Regions from separate parts of the Sus scrofa genome. Here region 1 is linked to region 2. The links are chromatin contacts, called in public promoter capture Hi-C maps. All regions are on one chromosome and are shown on one strand. The core of a region is the stretch at or near the end of the contact, and the rest is flanking DNA. Distances in the headings are between cores, read along the strand shown.

Region 1 (2,791 bases), core at 172-2,671, 350 kb after region 2:
GTGAAAAATCAAACGTCTTAGGGAAAAATATATAAAGCCAAAATTCATCTGCATAGCTAAAGATGGGGCCTGATTAGTTCAAGCCAAATTAATCAGATTTGAATCCAGAAGTTACACGGTAAATCCACTAAGATTCTAAGAGCTAAAATAAGTTTTTTTTTTCCCCAACAATACCCTTCTAATGAACCACCTAAAATCTTTCTCATTCCTTTGTGGAAGATTTTTGAATAGATTTACCAGATATTTGAATAGATTTTACCGGAAAATTACGTAACATCTAACCTAATCCCATCAAGGTTTAAAAAAAAAAAAAAAAAAAAAATCAAGTTCTATGGTGTTCATTACCCTTCCAACAAATCTCAAGCTCCAAGTAGGCAAGATTCTGCCAAGTCTTACATCTTTACACATTTGTACTCAAGGACCCAAAACCAAGCTTTACATCATGCTTTTTAAGCCCAGGAACTGTCTTATTTCTGCACTTGATCCAACCCTCACGGAACTCTACATTTTTAAGTGAAAACTTAAAAGCGCACCAAAACAAGCTGTAGTTCACATAACAAGAATGCCTCAAAACAAAGGAAACAACGGCGCCATAAATTGTTACCCGCCAATTTCTCCACCATCCCGTGGGGGGGGGGGGACCTCTATAAAACAAGAAAATATCAGCGACCTTGTGGTCTACTTGGACACCGCAACGATCTAGGGTTTGAGACCCTCTTCGACATCAAAGAAAAACACTGCATTTAGGCCGAACACAAAGCCCGCGCGTAATCTCCTCAAACTAACGGGCCCAGGACTTCTCCTAGTTCCCCCACCTGAAAAGAGGCCCCAAGAACACTCTAGAATTTCATACATTCGGGGCTCAGAATTCGACCTTGTCTTACCCTAACGAGCGAAAGACCCCACAGAACGTCGCTTCTTTCCCTCCCGAAGCCCCCGCGACCCTGTGAGGTGTGGGCCCCTCCGCCGGTCGGGCCCGCGTTGACGCGCGGCTCCTCCGCCATTTTGTGCTTCTGGCAGCGCGCCCGGCCCGCCAGCCCAAGATGGCTGCGGCGAGGCTTCGCAGGAGACCAACGGCGAAACGAGATACTGCTCCCCTCCCCCACCACCGAGGGGACGCAGCGGCCATTTTTAATCCCCCCCACCACCACCTCATAACGGAAAAAACCGCCGTTTCGGGTACCAAGCCACCTAAACATGCCGGCAGTCTCCCTCACGGTTAAGACACTACCTAGGAGGGCTTTTCAAACCCTGACTCCCCTCTCTCCTGGTCTCAGTTTTCGGAACCGAAATCGCTCCCCCATCACCCGGCCCGAGGCCGACGGGCCTGGAAAAGATGCAAGAAGCTGGGACCACGCAGCCGCCCCCTTCACCACTGCTACGTACCCGCTCGCCGTAGTTCTGCTCGCCGCTGTCGCTCATGACTCCTGGCTGCTGTCGTCGCTCGACGTGCTTCAAGCGAAGCTGCCACCCTCTCGCGCCTTCTATCTAGAGGCTCCGCCGCAGCCTCACACCACGCAGTGGTTCCCCAGCCGCTGAGGACCGAAACGCTCCGCACCGCCTCCGCACGGGCTCTAAGTCTTCCGGACGTGACGCGGCGCTCTTTAACCCGGCCCCACCCCCTCCCAGAAGGCGCGCTTTCTTGGCCCCGCCCCTCTGCGCTCGACTTTCCCTTTACAGCAGTGGCGCGTCCCGAACCGGACGTGACGTAACCCCGCCCCTCAAACCGCGCTAACTCCCAACTCGGGGTTTCTTAGAGGCGGGAAAGTGAGAGCGCGAGTTGTCCTCAGTGGTGGTCTCCAAGGGCCGTAGTGACGTCATCGGACACGCCTGACTCCCTTCTGGAACTTTCCAGCCGTCGTGGAGGGTGGGGAAGGGAGGAGATGCCCAACATTTCGCCCGTCTTTATTTCCTTTCTTTCACTTTATTCCTCATTTTTGTGTTTTCCTGTGATTGGAGAGGGCGGATAGCCCTATGGTAGGTTCCATGCTTTGCTTTGCTCTTATATATATAACTTCAGTTGTGGGTCTTTCCTGCCTGAAAAACCTTCATTTGAGCATCTGTTAAGTAGCAAGTACTCTACCAGATCTTGATGCACTGAAACCAGGCACAGTCTCTAACCTAAAGGGGTTAGTGGTGTAATTAGGGAGAACTGTTAAACACAGATTTGCAAACTATGATTTCAAACATTAGAGAAATGTATAACTATAGTGGTGTCACAAGGAGTTTAATTATGCCAAATCTCAACAGCATGATATAGTGGGAAGAGTCCAAACTTGGACGTTCAGCCATCCCTCTGTCCCTGTTGTCCTCCTTAAAAAAGTGTGGTACTTGGCTGGTGAGGTACTTCGATATCTGTAAAGGGCCACTTGATTTTTAAAAACAGTTCTCTTGAGATATAATTCACATACCATGCAATACTCCCATTTAAAGTATACAAATTGGAGTTCTTCTGTGGGGCAGTGGGTTAAAGATCTGGTGGGGTCACTGCAGTAGCTTGGGTAGCTGCTGTGGTGAGTGTTCAATCCCTGGCCAGGGAAGTTCTGCATGCCACAGGCACAGCCAAAAAAATAAAATGTACAATTCAAGCGGTTTTTATATTTATAGAATTGCAACCATCACAATTTTATTGTATTTTTTTTAAGGGCCACACCCGCAGCATATGGAAGTTCCCAGGCTATGGACAGCCACAGCCAGATCTGAGCTGTGTCTGCAACCTACACCACAACTCGCAGCAATGCAGGATCCTTAACCCACTGAGCAAGGCTGGGGATCAAACTGGCATCCTCAT
Region 2 (2,820 bases), core at 134-2,633:
TCTGTAATGGCCTGGTATTAGCTATATTTTAGGGAATTGAGGGAGGAGCCCATGCCCACATTTAGGATTTGCTTCTACCCTCCAGGAACTGCTCCTATCCCCAGCCCAGGCCAGAGTGGTGGGTAGCCACAGGTGGGTAGCTGGTGGTTCTGTGGCTCTAGGAGGTGGCTTGCTGCAGAAAAATATTTATTGAACAAGGATGAGACTGTACTAGGGAGTGTCTCTGTTGAAGTTCAAGCAAGTCTGGAAGTCCAACCTTAACTGAATCACAGATTAAAGATCAAGTATTTCCAGGGATGGATTCGTGGGCAAGAAAACCTTTGCATATTCCCAGGAGTGTTAGGTAGGGGACTGGATTTTCCAGTAATAAGAAGGGTGGTTATTTTTCTATTGTTGATCGTTACTGGGAACCTCTAGACAAGAGAGGGAGAGTAGTTAGCAGGACTTCTTGGCAGCTCAGGGGGTATTAGTAGGTACTACTAGTAGGCCACAGGGAGCCTTCCATTCTTAAGTGTCTGTGAAGACTTTTTTGAGTTCTGCCCTTCCCGTCCTTTTCCCATCCAGTTTTCCTTTCTTTGGCTCCTACTGCACTCTGTACCCACCTTTATCACAACAGCCTTTTTTTTTCTTTTTCGTTTTTTGGCCACGCCCAGGACTTAGGGAAGTTCTCTAGCAAGGGATCCAACCTGTGCCACTGCAGGGACTCTAGAAATTGCAATGATGACACCTGATTCTTAACCCTCTGTACCACAAGGGACCTCCCAATCATCTTTTTAAAAATTTAACTTAAGTGCAGTTTACTTACAACCAATTGTCTTGAGGTGTAATTTGTAATCATATCTCCCAGTAGACTGATCTCAAGGGCAAGAGACTGGTGTTGGTACACAGACCCTGGTTCAAATTCCATCCGTGGTACTAGCTAGTTTTGTGACCGTAGGCAATTACTTAATCGCTCTATCCCTCGATTTCCTTACTGATTAAAAGTGGGCACAAGGTTCTGCATCTCCTGAGGTTGCTGAGAGAAATGAAGTTGACTGCGTGTAAAAATACCAGGCATAAAGTATGTGCAAAGTAAAGGGATCCTAGCAGGGTGAACGTTTGTTAATTAGCCTGACTAACCTTTATTTTGTGCATTCAACAAACATTTAATGATCACCTGCAGTATTGCAGGCCCCTGGAGCGCTCACTCCAGGGTAGAGAACGCTCTTGTGCGGCCGGTGGGCTTGTCCCTCGGGCAGTCTCAGGATTGGCTCCGCCGAAGAGAATACCCCGCCCACATCCCTTGCGATCTCGTCAGCGATTGGACTGGAACCTTCCCGCAGGCATTCTGGTTGCTAGGCTCAGGAGGTGGGGACCTAGGTTGCGCGTGCGCAAACTGAGAATGAGGATGCTTTCCGGTCGGGCGGGAGGAGGTGACGTCAGGAGCGGTGGCTAGCGGGGGCCTCCTGTAGCTCAAGGGACGTTGTATCTGTGGGCCCTAGGACCGCGTCACAACTCGGCGACTGAGCCTTGGCGGTGGTGGCCGAGGCGGAGAAGGCGGCAGCGGCGGCGACAGCTCTGGGGTTTGCGTCTCGGGGTGTGTCGGCCGCCGCTGCTGCTTGGGCCTGGTATGTACAAATGGCTGGTTAGGATTCTCGGCACCATTTTCCGTTTTTGTGACCGGCCGGTGCCCTCTTCCCGGGCTCTCCTGAAGAGGCGGCGCTCGAACAGGTGAGAGGAGAGGGGGCCGAACGCCGGCCTGGCACTCCCCCTCCCCCACCCGGGGCTCGGCTAGCCTAGCGCTGACCCAACCAGGCAGGCCCCGCTTGGCAGAAACAGGTAGCTGGGCGGAGGTGGTCGAGGTGCGGATCGCGGGCGTCCTGGTGACGTAGTCGCTCCTCCCCGCTGTGTGGATGCGGCTCCTGATGATGGAAGGAGCCAGTAGTTGATGGTTAGGATCTTTCTCATCAGAGCCCAAGCTGGTTGCTGTTAACAAATAGAGCTTTGTCATATTTTGCTGCTCTTAGGTTGAATACTGAAAATTGAAGGAAAACTGTCTTTGTTGTGGCTCACTGTTTGCAAAGCACACCCCCAGGTGTCATCTGTGCGCAATAAGCGCAGTTAAGGGAGGTGAGAATCATAGCTTGCCCAAAGTCCTTTTGACCACACGTACTGTTCTCTTAGCAACAAGAGACAGCAGCTGTCTTGTTCTAAAACAGCTGTCAAACTGTGTGTGTGTGTGTGTTGTCGGGAGGAGGGAGAGTGATTCTGTGCTTTAGAATTAGTGTATGAGAAAAAAAAATAGATATCTGATTACTTTAAAAAGATCACTAGTCTGTACTCTAAAATTCTGTTAAAATTTTGGAGAAACTAAAAGTTGTTCTTTGCATTTACCTGTTGGTTTGTCCCATTTCATTGTGTCCACCCCCTTCCCTAAGAATTAATCGAGAGAATAAAATACCATACTAAGTCTGTACATACCCACACCCAACTTTTAGTGGTCAGGTATTAATTTAATTTTTTATTAAGCCTCAAGATTGAAGGTTGGTTTCTTGGAGCTTGAGACAAAGATGATTAATTAATACATGAATCTAAGAATGCTGCTCATGATGAAATTGGCTTTGGGCTAAATTCCATCCTATGTTCTAGAGAGGGCAAGATTTCATTGTGTTTTTTATAATTTTCTGTGGAGTTAATACAAGGATCATTTGAATACAAGTTGTGCCTAAAATGATGCTTAATGCATATAAGGGTAGTGTTTGTTTATTCTACTCCAAGGGCCTTGTGCAGAGGCCGGAGCATGACAGGCACTTGTATATATTTATTGAATAAGGGAATGTT

What was found. Promoter capture Hi-C pulls out the DNA fragments that hold promoters and counts their contacts.
Region 1: a promoter capture Hi-C map of liver shows a contact between it and region 2, with 2.5 times the contacts expected there. The contact joins the promoter of TRA2B here to the promoter of SENP2 in region 2. A contact is called at or near these places in 1 of 5 promoter capture datasets (liver) and 1 of 47 Hi-C or Micro-C datasets (heart right ventricle).

What each region holds. Positions count from the first base shown.
Region 1 is chr13:123,779,330-123,782,120 of Sscrofa11.1, forward strand. TRA2B (transformer 2 beta homolog) reads right to left here and starts at 1,422. Exons shown (of 9, transcript NM_001077221.1): 1 at 1,387-1,422. The coding sequence starts at 1,422.
Region 2 is chr13:123,428,532-123,431,351 of Sscrofa11.1, forward strand. SENP2 (sentrin-specific protease 2) reads left to right here and starts at 1,384. Exons shown (of 17, transcript XM_021069989.1): 1 at 1,384-1,710. The coding sequence starts at 1,610.